2 separate regions of the Oncorhynchus mykiss genome follow, and region 1 is linked to region 2. A link is a contact called in public Hi-C data. All regions are on one chromosome and are shown on one strand. Each heading gives the region's core, a stretch centred on a gene start, on an enhancer-like site or on the middle of the called end of the contact. The rest is flanking DNA. Distances are from core to core; before and after follow the strand shown. Region 1 holds the start of zgc:153935. Region 2 holds the start of LOC110508460 (endothelin receptor type B).

Region 1 (6,719 bases), core at 2,203-4,702, 160 kb after region 2:
ACACCATCATGCTGAAAACCCTAGACCCACTCCAATTCGCATACAGCCCCAACAGATCCACAGATGATGCAATCTCAATCGCACTCCACACTGCCTTTTCCCACCTGGACAAAAGGAATACAGTTGTGAGAATGCTGTTCATTGACTACAGCTCAGCATTCAACACCATAGTGTCCACAAAGCTCATCACTAAGATAAGGACCCTGGGACTAAACACCTCCCTCTGCAACTTGAACCTGGACTTCCATATGGGCCGCCCCCAGGTTGTAAGGTTAGGCAACAACACATCTGCCACGCTGATCGTCAACACTGGGGCCCCTCAGGGATGCATGCTTAGTCCACTTCTGTACTCCCTGTTCACCCACGACTGCATTTCCAAGCACGACTCCAACACCATCATTAAGTTTGCTGACGACACAACAGTGGTAGGCCTGATCACCGACAACAATGAGACAGCCTATACGGAGGAGGTCAGAGACAAGGCAGTGTAGTGCCAGGACAACACTCTCTCCCTCAATGTGAGCAAGACAAAGGACCTGATCCTGGACTATAGGAAGACAAGGGCCGAACAGGCCCCCATTAACATTGACTGGACTGAAGTGGAGCGGGTAGAGGGTTTCAAGTTCCTTGGTGTCCACATTACCAACGAAATATCATGGTCCAAACACACCCAGACAGTTGTGAAAAGGGTACGACAACACCTTTTCCCCCTCAGGAGACTGAAAAGATTTGGCATGGGTTCCTAGATTCTCAAAAAGTTCTACAGCTGCACCATCGAGAGCATCCTGACCAGTTTGCTCGCTCGGTATCTGGCCGTAAGGTGCTACAGAGGGTAGCGCATATGGCCCAGTACATCACTGGGGCCAAGCTTCATGACATCCAAGACTTATATACTAGGCGGTGTCAGAGGAAGACTACAGTCACCCAAGTCGTAGACTGTTCTCTCTGCTACCGCACGGTAAGCGGTACTGGAGCGCCAAGTCTGGGACCAAAAGGATCCTTAACATTTTCTACCCCCAAGCCATATGACAGCTGAACAATTAATCCACCCGGACTATTTACATTGAGCCCCCTCTCCCCTTTGTTTTGACACTGCTGCTACTTACTGTTTATTATCCATGCATAGTCACTTTACAAAACTTTACCTCAACTAACCTGTACCCCCTCACATTGGCTCAGTACCGGTACCCCCTGTATATAGCCTCGTTATTGTCATGTATTTTCTTGACTCTATTTCTTGAACTGCATTGTTGGTTAAGTAAGCATTTCACGGTAAGGTCTGCACCTGTTGTATTCGGGCAAATGGGATTTGATTTGTTGTATGTGACAAATGGGATTTAATTTGAAATTGATTCCAGTGTCTTTCTTCCCTCTCTGTCTCTCTCCATCTCCCTTTCCCTTTTTCTCTCCTTCTTTTCGATCTCCAGGTGACAGTCTTCGATGAATAATATACCCATCCCTAGAATGACTATTTAATAAAACTAACAACATGAAACTCAGTACGTCCTTAGAAAGTGAAACACTAACGTTTCAGTAAAACCACGAGGTAAGGACAATGACATATAAATTAAACCATCCCATCCAGAGGTAGCAGACTGAAAAACAGAGACAGCGAGAGAACGAGAGCGAAAGACGGTGCGGCTTCCCTGAGGATAAATATGTCAAACCATGTGGTTGGCGTTTCTGACTTTCTCTCTGAGAAATGAACAACCATTTTCTCTGACAAAGCGTTTTTCTGCACTGCATATTTGCAGAAAGTGGGTGGAAACTGTATTTTGTGCAAAAGTGAGAAACATTGAGAGGGTAACAAAGGAAACAGAGCCAGTGAGCAGATTGTTATGAAGCCCCATCGGGGTAAGGGAGGGCAGACGTTTGAAGAGAGAGACAGTGGGTTGAGCCGAGTGGAGCGAGAGAATATGTGGATGTGTGTGCGTGTGTATGTAAAAGCATGCAGGCTTGTGTGTGTGTATCCTTGTGTGTGCTTGTGTGTGTGTGTGTGTGTGTGTGTGTATGTGTGCGCGGAGTTGCCTGTTTGTGTGCGTGATCGCCTGTGTGTGTGTATATGGGGGTTGGGGACTCTCACAGTGAGACCTGGGCGTATGATTTATTTCAGAATACTAATGTCTCTTTGATCTCCCTCTGCTTAAAACAACCCCCTGCTGGGATCACACGCACACCATTGTTGTGTCCCTCTCAATTCACTAAGCAGGCCACATTTATGCACTTACACTCGCAGGGAAGTACGGACGCAAGCGCGTGCACACACACATACACACACTCCAGGGTGTCTAATCTACTTTAGCTTTAATCGAATCCGTAGAGATCCAATTACAAAGATAGAGGGATATTTGTTTTTCGGTGAGCATCCTAAAAGACTAATTAAATGTTCATGTAAAGATGACATTATTTGATACAACACAAAATGTATTTTCATTTTCATAATTGCTCTTTGTTGTATAAATCTGTTTGAAGTTGGGTCCTATAATTCTAAGTAAGTGATTCACTGTATCAGAGAATACCACTGGTCCTTAAATTAGGTGTGTGGGTTGTTTTCTGTCCTCTAACTACAGAAACAGAATATGCACGCTTTACTGTTGCAGGGTTAGGCCACACGTTTCTTATAATGCACATCTTGGTATATATTTCTAACACACACACACACACAACCACACCTTGGTTATGTGGATACCCTGTAAATAAATCTCTAGGAGGGTGACCAGTAAAACTTCTCCTTTCAGCCAGCAGTAAAACTCGTCCATGCAGAGCTGCCTCTGGCGTTTGGTATGATGATGGCGCCACCTCATGGACGAAAACACGAAAACACTCTTTTCCTCCTACCTGAAATTTCGCTGCTCTGTCTGGATCACTCGAAAATAGCCCAGGTGAGCGCATTTATAACTAGGCAATGGTAAAACGTAAAATGATAATGTGTTTTCTTTCCACCACTTGAGGGAATCCACTGAGTAGACTCTTTCAATCTGATTTTGTTAAGGAAAAACATTGTCAGAAGCGGGATTCGAACCCGCGCCTCCATTCGGAGACCAGAATACCCCTTTTACCCAGGAAGGATTTTCACCTTGAGTCTGGCGCCTTAGACCGCTCGGCCATCCTGACAACTGTACTATCCTACGTTTCTTATAGCTTTTAGTATTCTATGACTTAAAGTCTTGTATAGGTGAGTACTGCTATGTAGGTAAACTACAGGTTGGATTTATGTAGGCAAGGCAGTTAGAGTACTGATAATGTATGGCCTAAGCCTATAGTTATAGATACATCTTTAGATTTTATAATGAATCATTTAGATTATTTTACCTGTATTGTCGTTATCACTTTAATAAATCATATTCAGGCTATACAGACAGTTTCGCTGTTTCAGGACAGACCGACGGCAGTTGGAAAAGTCTAGCTAGTTTACTACAATCCCCATACTGCACTGACAGAGAATGGGCGTGGTTCGAGTCGAGACAAAAGCGGAAACTTGACATCACGGATGATACGCACTTTTGTTTCTTTGTTGACCTTTTCTTATGTAGCGTTCCAGAGATATAGTCGGCGTACTCTTCAGTTTGTTTTAAGATCTAGCTCTGCTTTATGTTGGTGTTTGTTTTAATTTGTACATGGTACACGAAGAGTTGAGCGCTCGTCTGAACGATGGCGGGTATAAGAACTGGCTCAAAGCGGGGTACTGTCTCCTCAAACTGCGGGAGGGATTGCACCCTTTCACCGATACTGAGATGAGATCCTTCCACGGAAATCTAGTCACTAGGAACCCGGGTCTGCGGCGGCCATGTCGGAGCGGGTGCAAACCCAAAGGGAATCAGGTGAGAGTCAAAAGTTGTCTGCTGGCATAATGTCAGTTGAGTTGAACTCCTCCCCAAATAACCTGAATCATTTTAAGAAGGAAATTATTATGGGCTAGCTAGATCATGTGTCAATTTACTCCAGTAGTAGCCTGGACGTTAGGAGTGTATTTATTAGTTCGAACAGTTGCAAAACGGAAAACACTAATTTATTTCACCTTTATTTAACCAGGTAGGCAAGCTGAGAACAAGTTCTCATTTACAATTGCGACCTGGCCAAGATGAAGCACATTCAGGTAGGTAGGTCCCTTCCGTTTCGTTCCGTTTGCATCCGTAAGAACGTTTTGTTAAAGAATCGGAATACGCCCCTGGCTCTCGCGTACTCTTTTCTGCTATAATGGTGTTCGCACTAATTTAATGTGCATGCATGCTGGCACCAACCGTACTGGTAATGAACTGAAGAAAAGGAGTAATAAAAAATATATAATTCAAAAAACAAAAAAAATAACGATCTCACTCCAGTCAGAGTCCAATCCAATTCACACCACTACACAGGCTCAGGGGCCTGGGGGGGGGGGGAAGAATCATCTTCAGTCAGTATTCCATGCAATGTTTCAGTTGTTAATTCCTGAATACCCCAAACCTTGCAGATTCAATTATGCCCAGCTTCTTGGACTTTCTTCGTTTGGGAAGTACAATTAATCACTTGTGCAATAAACGCCACAATCGCCCTTCACTATCAATGTGTCTGTATCCTTCAACTCGTGAACAACATTCTGAATCTTAACTGGCTGCCGGGCATCCACTGCCATAGCTTCCTCAGCACCATTCACCCCTTCAACAATTTCCTGCGCCTCCATGTAGGTGACCTGCTGTACAGCCCGGATCCGTGCTCCTTCAAACTCCTTCATCCTAACGGGGCACGCCAGGAATTCGGCAAGGTGATTCCCACCACAATTGCAACACCGTAGATCATCACCAATATGTTGCTTCTGCTGACACACACTTGATACATGACCATACCTTTTGCAATTTTGACACTGCAAGGGTTTATTCACAAACTCACTGTGTATCTTCTGGATCCCAGCTTCCCATGAATAGGCATACTGTTCTTCAAACATCAGTAACACCAATTTTGACTTTCCTCCTTCTTTCCATCTTCTACACGTTTAGGCGACGTGCTCCACCACTCCTGGAATCTGCTTCGACCATCTCTAGCACTTCCAAGAAGACACAATCCCACCCTTATTGTCCGGCTCTTGTGTTGAGTCAGATTTGATACTATATTGACAAGATAGTCAAGTGACTGTTCTAACAATGGAAGTCGTCGACCCAAAGGGTGGGAAGGCAGCCGGTCTTATCAGTCTGCTTATCGTGGACAGATTTAGACGGGCGTAAAACCCTCTCGCTTCGCCTCGTCGTCGCTGGTCGAGTGAACAAAAACGAGATTTGGATTCGTGGTCACGAGAGACTACACCAGTAGAGACCTGTCATGATGACGTTTGATTGAATGATTCTTTCTCGTATGTGTTCCACAGCTGTACTCTGTGTGTGTGGTGTGTACAGAGTGGAGGAACATGATCCTGAGGCACCACACAAACCCCAGGGGGGTGGTGAATTGGGGGAATTGCAGACCCCCACTCTGGAACCAGGACCACTGGGAACTGGCCAAGGTAGTGTGTGTGTGCAAACTAAATATTACTGAATTATTGGTTCTGTTATTGAAATTGTACTCCGCTTACACTCATGTTATATTAGATAATTGACCTCTTCTCTCCTTCTTTCTTCCTTTGTCTCCCTCAGGCCTACATGCCGCGGGGTCAAGCTGGGGTTAAGGGGGCGGAGCTGTGTGATGCGTCCGCACTGCTCAACCTCCTCAACTTCTGCTCCCACTTCAACTACGTGGACCAGCACTGTGTCAGAGAGGTAACGCACACAGTATAAACACACGTTTCCTGTGTTTGTGTGTTATGAATGTGTATGCGTCTTGTCTTAGGTTATCAGGTGTAGGAACGAGTTGATGCACTCCTGTGAGATGCGAGTGTGTGACCAGTGGATGAGGCGCTACCAGGTCAGCATACAGCAGCTCCTACAGCAATTCACACACCTACCAGAAGTGAAAGCAGCCGGACAACAGATACTAGAGGTGTGTGTGTGTGTGTGATATCAGCTCTCAGATCTGTGTGTTGTATCACCTCTGATCTATGGAGTGTAAATGCTGTGTGTGTTTTTGGGTCCAGATGCTGGCTGTTGATTTGTCGGTGTTAGTTCCTGGTGTGGACCGAGTGGACGGTTCCTTGTCGGAGGGGGTGGAGCCTGAGTCTATCAGCCAATGGGAAGCAGACTTGCTGAGAGAGAGGCTGCAGGAGCTGCTTACTGACACAGACACACAGGTACTTCTAACTACAATTCTAACCATTAGTTGTCTGACTGATTGACTCTGTCTGACTAATGTCTGACTGCCTGCTGTATTCTGTAGGACACTGAGGAGTTGCTGAGACTGAGGGATTTCCTCCTGGCCAACAGAGACTTGAGTGACCAGTTCTCCTCTGAACTCCAGACCATCACATCAATGGAGACACAGATGAGGAGAAGGGGAGAAGGGGGAGGGAATGAGACACCTGAGTAACCAGTTAACCTACTAACTCATCAGAGGGCAGGGGAAGAGAGCAGGAGGAGAGCAGAGGTGAGGACTAAACCAGAAGAGATGGATGACTAGTGCCCAAATGCCAGTTTTAGCATGGGCAGCACCATTGAGGACTTTTACCATTTTTAAGTAATCAACAGGGTGGGACTTCCTATGGGTTAAGGAAGGATCACATGATTCCATTTTGGGTCATCAGGAGGGATCAGCCAATGAATTATACTAGTGAGCAAGCATTCCATAACTGCAGGCGACATTAAATCGGCAACCTTGGC
Region 2 (6,528 bases), core at 3,146-5,645:
TTGGTGGAAATTGAATAATGGTCTGGGGCTGTTTTCATGGTTCAGGCAAGGCTTCTTAGTTCCAGTGAAGGGAAATCTTAATGTTACAGCATACAATGACATTCTAGACGATTCTGTGCTTCCAACTTTGTGGCAACAGTTTAGGAAAGGCCCTTTCCTGTTTCAGCATGACAATGCCCCCGTGCACACAACGAGGTCCAAACAGATATGCTTTGTTGAGATCGGTGTGGAAGAACTGGACTCGCCTGCACAGAGCCCTGACCTCAACTCCAAGAAACACCTTTGGGATGAATTGGAATACCGACTGCGAGCAAGGCCTAAACGCCCAACATCAGTGGAAGCAAATCCCTGCAGCAATGTTCCAACATCAAGTGGAAAGCCTTCCCGGAAGAGTGGAAGCTGTTATAGTAGCAAAAGGGGGGACCTACTTCATGTTAATGCCCATGATTTTGCAATGAGATATTCAACGAGCAGTTGTCCACATACCTTCTGGCATGTCAAGCTCTACGTAGCTACGTTAGTGTCAACTATGAGTAGCTACCACAAGAGATTGGACTTCTGTTAACGTTATGTCCTTGTTAACAATGGACCCTGTGTGAATTGGGTATCCCATGATCCCGTGAATGTGAAGCCTGCAACCTCTCTACATCGCTAGTGTCAGCAGTGATGGAGATAAACCAGATAGATTCAATGTGGATTTACATCACTATATCGCTATTGGATTAGCTAACTCTCCCTCGACTGGTGAAACGGATTCTCCCTCTGAAGGCCTCTCCTTGGCTCTTATTTGACTTTGGTAACTAACTCAGTCGTCAATTGATAAGTCTGCTCTCTCTACTTTTTATCTGCTGGCTTTTTTGTTGTTGTGTTCTGTGGGTCCCTGCCTGTGCTAGACTAGTTGTTCTCTGGCTTATTACTTAGTTATGTCGACCGTGGTGGTTGGCTAGCTAGGCTAGTTACCTGGTTAGGCTAGCTAGCAGGCTAAAATAAACTTCAGCTGGCTGGCTTGCTGGCTAAGATAACATTATTTGATAATTGGTTAGATTTGATTTATTTAACTAGGTAAGTCAGTTAAGAACAAATCCTTATTTTACAATGACGCCTGCCCTCCCCCAACCCGGAAGACGCTGGGCCAATTGTGTGCCGCCCTATGGGACCCCCGATCGCGGTCGGTTGTGATACAGCCCGGAATCGAACAAGGGTCTGTAGTGACGCCTCTAGCACTGAGGTGCAGTGCCTTAGACCGCTGCATTTCGCAAACTTTGGTTTACTTTAATGAAGGTGTAAGCTAGGTGTTGATTGCAACTGGCTGACTCACGCAGTGCTAACGTTAGCAGGTTGGTAGGGCAAATGTTAGCAGGCTACTTGGCTAGCAACCTTAAGCTGATTTGTATCAAATTGCATTGGGACTTTTGATGCGCATACTAATGCAAATCCATATGTTACATGTTGTTACGTTTATGCTACCTACCCTTTAACAGAAATCAAAACTCTCACGGTAGCTACCCTTAGTTGATGCTAATGTAGCCACGTAGAGCAACGTAGCTATCAAAACAAGTCCTTCGTCACTATGGGGCAACAATAGATCCCATGCATACTGGGTAGCCACACAGGCAAAAATCAAATAGTTGACTGGTGATTATGGGGAAGCAAGAGTCGCTTGTCTGATGTGAAGCATATGATCGGAGCGGAGCGGAGCCTGCCTGTCTGCCCCACAGTCATTGCTTGCTTCAGTGCAACTCACCAGCTGATGTGTTCCGCACCCTTCCCACTGCTAGAGAACAGAAGCCTCGCTGCTCTGCACACCCAGTGCTGCTAATATTCTGCTTATCATAGTAGCCTATTCAGTTCAAGTGCAAATATAAGTCACGAGATGGCGAGTCCAAGTCACTAATGGTCGAGTCACAAGTCCTGAAAATCGGGACTCAAGTACTACAACACTGTCAATTATAGACCATATAAAACCTTGATGAACGTCAGCTATACTGAGACGTTCGAAAGGTGCAACCTAAAAAAACATCATGAATGTAACATTTCCTGGCCCATTCACCCCCTATCTTTACAAGACTGTAGAACATGCAAACAAAATCAACTTGGTTTGGATTGTTTCATTAACATCTCATCTTTTGTAACTAATACTAGGAGACAGCTGTGAGTGGAAAAACAAACTCAGTGAGCCCTGTCTAAAAGCCATGAAATATGATTGTCTGAAAAGCCTTTTTTGAGACTACTGTGTAATGGTCAGAATTCATGGAATTTCCTACTGAGAAACATATAAAATAAAGCCTGAACTCCAACATATTGACTTCAAGGATAATTATGACATGGTTTCATTTGGAAATTAACTTTATTTGTGCATGCTCAGATTAACTTTTACACGGACACAGCCACTGACCTGGAAGAAGAGTTCCCTCTCCGTTGGCTCCTCCATTAGGGTTTCAATCAGCTTCGTGAAGCTTGCCTCTGATGCTTCCACATTTGGATCTGAAACCTGCAGAAAGAATGCACAGTGGATAAATATAGCAACATAGGTTAATCCTTTACAATGTTTATCCATAATGCCATTTAGCAAATATACTTACAGCCTTACATACTGTATACTTAGTATTTTGAGGCGAATGTGGGAATAAAACCCACATTATAAGTGATCCATGTTACAAGGACCACACTCCAACCAACTGAGCCATTAGAATCACGATTCCTTCTCTGAGTAGTCCTCACCTCTCCCTTATGATTGGAGACACAGCTCCTCATCCTGTTCAGGTGTGGCTGAACGGTGTCAGGGCGACACAACTCATCATCACAGCGACATAACTCTAGGACCAGCTGTCAATAAAATGAGAATTGAGTATTCATGGCAACAGGTGTGTGTGTGAGATCGTTGAGTTTAATGTTGAAGTAGGTTGAGGTTTCCCCTAGATACTTATCTAAAGTAAATCTTGCGTTTCCTTCAATAAAGCTTCAGATTTGACGGTACACTGATCCTAGATCTGTGCCTAGCAGCAAATTCTACATCTTTCCCTCTTGTCACCCCCACTCACCCGTGCTCTTAGTCCCAGGAGGAGTTGGACCCTCTCTCTGTAACTCATTAGCTCCGGGACTATTTCCAACACGGTGGTGGCAAACTCCTCCAGCAGCCCATAGTCCATGATGTCTCTCCGCTCGATCACCTGCCACAGAGCTGCACACACCAGCCGCAGTGGCGGAACAAAAAGACGCAGAGACGACAGAGGAAGAGGGGGACCTAGAAGAGAAGATGATGTGCATTCAAACATAACTTGAATGAAAAAGCAAGCTAGCTACTATAACTTGGGCAGTACTGTATATAATGCCCCAACCCTTTCTGCACTTGTTCACGCCCCTTTCCAGCTCTTCTAGATACAGGCAGGTGTAAACAACAGTACCCTCCCTCCATGTCAGATATATAATGAGTAACAGTGGGAGGGAACACCTTCTTGGAATAAAATTGAGCCTTGATCAACGAGGAAGCCATAGAGAACATATTAAATTATTAGAATTCCTAATTCTATGGAGGAAATTACAGTATATAACTACACACATTACACTAGGCTACACACATTACACTAAAAAACATTCCTGTCTGAGTTGCACAACATTTCTAATGACGCATATTCTTGAGTTATTATACTAATGCATGCTTTTATATCTGGTTATGGGTATTTTACTAAATCGGTTATGGTTTAATTAAACACGTTCCAAGGCTCAAGCCAGGGCCCAGCTTCAGCTTCAGGCTGAAGAAGTGGGGAAGGGCTACAGTTCTGACGTGCAAAACGACTTGCCAAAATCTATAACTGACCCTTTACCTTAACAAACCCTTAACCTTGACCCTAACCAAATATTTGACCAATTCTCAGATTAAATATTTAATTAAGCTCCATATATGCAACTAAATAAACCATCTTTGTTATAGCACATTTCCGCGAGAATACTGGAAAAGATGGTGGTTGGCTAGCTAGCTAGTAAGGTAGCTAGCTTGAAATTGAAGCAGCAATGCAGACTGGAACATGTCACCCATACAGTTAATTGCAATATATTAATAATTTACCCTGTTCCTCCCGGAGCGTTTGCATTTTGTGCTTTCGTAAACATTAGCTACCCCAAAAACAGTGGATCTCTTCACAGATCTGTCCGTGAAAATCTTGTTTACAGCATCACACGGTGCATAGTACGACATTAATAACGCCTGTTTTTCTGTACCATGTTATCATCTTCAACGTTACAAATGTTTAAGCTACACAATTGTTATTTGTAATATGTCCTATATAATGATACGTTAAATTCTGCAACGGTGTGTATGTAGATAATCGTTTAAACAAATGGTTCAAACTGCAGGCAAAATTGTAGAAAGACACATGGGGGCCTTCCAAACACGTGATTTTTAAGTGCGGAAAATGTGATTTAAAAAGACGAGGGAAAACGTGAGTGAAGATTTGTTTTTTTACGGGTGTAAAAATAACAAATTGTGGATAACGAGGAAAATCCGTAAAACAATCTTGCATGTAAGTTGTAAAATTGAGAATATTTCATTCCAGGCAATCAGTTTACCATATAGCTGGGGTGGTCTCATGATGCATATTCTGTTGCAAAAACGTTCGTCTCTTGCAAAACGTTTTGCAACAGAAACCGTTTACACAAAATGCTGTTGAGTTCCGTTTTGTTCTTAAACGGAAGTTGTAGTTCAGTCTTGTAGTCCAGTCTTGTCTTCCCTGTAACGCACAGCGTTGAGATTGCCTGCATTGACGACAAGCTCAGTCCGATGATGTTGTGACATACCGCCCCAGACCATGACCCTGCACCTCCAAATCGATCCCACTCCAGAGTACAGGCCTCGGTGTAACGCTCATTTCTTCGACGATAAACGCGAATCTGACCATCACCCCTGGTGAGACAAAACCGCGACTTGTCAGTGAAGAGCACTCTTTGCCAGCCTGTCTGGTCCAGCGGTGGTGGGTTTGTGCCCATAGGCGACGTTGTTGCCTTACAACAGGTCTACAAACCCTCCCTCCAGCCTCTCTCAGCCAATTGTACCTGTCCCGCAGGTGTGCTGTTCTGATGTACCGATCCTGTGCATGTGTTGGTCTGCCACTACGAGGACGAGCAGTTGTCCATCCTGTCTCCCTGTAGCACTGTCTTAGGCGTCTCACAGTACAGACATTGCAATTTATTGCCCTGGCCACATCTGTAGTCCTCATGCCTCCTTGCAGCATGCCTAAGGCAAGTTCACACAGATGAGCAGGGACCCGGGGCATCTTTCTTGTGGTGTTTTCAGAGTCAATAGAAAGGCCTCTTTTAGTGTCCTAAGTTTTCAAAACTGTCACCTTAATTGCCTACCGTCTGTAAGCCGCTAGTGTCTTAACGACCGTTCCACAGGTGCATGTTCATTAATTGTTTATGGTTCATTGAACAAGCATGGGAAATAGTGTTTAAACCCTTTACAGTGAAGATCTGTTAAGTTATTAGGATTTTACGAATTATCTTTGAAAGACAGGGTCCTGAAACACAAGCATTTTGCTACACTCGCATTAACATATGCTAACCATGTGTATGTGACCAATAACATTTGATTTGTGTTTAGTAAATCTGCCAGATCAGAGGCAGTAGGGATGACCTTCAATCAATCAAATGTATTTATAAAGCCCTTCTTACATCAGCTGATGTACAGAAACCCAGCCTAAAACCCCAAACAGCAAGCAATGTAGGTGTAGAAGCACGGTGGCTAGGAAAAACTCCCTAGAAAAGGCCAGAACTTTGGAAGAAACCTAGAAAGGACCCAGGCTATGAGGGGTGGCCAGTCCTCTTCTGGCTGTGCCGGGTGGAGATTATAACAGAACATGGCCAAGATGTTCATAGATGACCAGCAGGGTCAAATAATAATAAAAATAATCACAGGAGAAAATGTCAGTTGGCTTTTCATAGCCGATCATTCAGAGTATCTCTACCGCTCCTGCTGTCTCTAGAGAGCCTATAGTTTTGGCAAGTCGGTTAGGACATCTACTTTGTGAATGACACAAGTAAATTTTCCAACAATGGTTTACAGACAGATTATTTCACTTATAATTCACTGTATTACAATTCCAGTGGGTCAGAAGTTTACATACACTAAGTTGACTGTGCCTTTAAACAGCTTGGAAAATTCCAGAAAGTGATGTCATGGCTGTAGAAGCTTCTGATAGGCTAATTGATGTGTACCCGTGTACCTGTGAGGAGGTGTACCTGTGGATGTATTTCAATGCCTACCTTCAAACTCAGTGCCTCTTTGCATGACATCGGGGAAGCCAAACCCGAAAAAAAGCCATCGGTCTATTACAACCTATACTACCGGTCAAAGGTTTTAGAACATCTACTCATTCAAATGTTTTTCTTTATTTTTACTATTTTCTACATTGTAGAATAATAGTGAAGACATCACTATTACAGCAAGGAAGAAGCCACTGCTCCAAAACAGCCATAAAAAAGCCAGACTACGGTTTGCAACTGCACATGGGGATAAAGATCGTACTTTTTTGA

What was found. Hi-C and Micro-C count contacts between places; a contact is called where the count stands out from the background.
Region 1: a Hi-C map of liver shows a contact between it and region 2, with 5 times the contacts expected there. The contact joins the promoter of zgc:153935 here to the promoter of LOC110508460 in region 2. A contact is called at or near these places in 2 of 3 Hi-C or Micro-C datasets (blood and liver).

The regions. Positions count from the first base shown.
Region 1 is chr28:9,336,777-9,343,495 of USDA_OmykA_1.1, forward strand. It overlaps zgc:153935, which reads left to right and starts at 3,453. Exons shown (of 6, transcript XM_021588996.2): 1 at 3,453-3,821; 2 at 5,339-5,473; 3 at 5,604-5,726; 4 at 5,797-5,946; 5 at 6,041-6,193; 6 at 6,280-6,719. The coding sequence starts at 3,618. The coding sequence ends at 6,429. trnal-caa (a tRNA gene) reads right to left here and starts at 3,114; the gene lies at 3,002-3,114.
Region 2 is chr28:9,175,981-9,182,508 of USDA_OmykA_1.1, forward strand. LOC110508460 (endothelin receptor type B) reads left to right here and starts at 4,396. Exons shown (of 10, transcript XM_036966693.1): 1 at 4,396-4,520. LOC110508459 reads right to left here and starts at 4,262. Exons shown (of 12, transcript XM_021588986.2): 1 at 4,067-4,262; 2 at 3,042-3,244; 3 at 2,722-2,826; 4 at 2,396-2,491. The coding sequence starts at 4,091.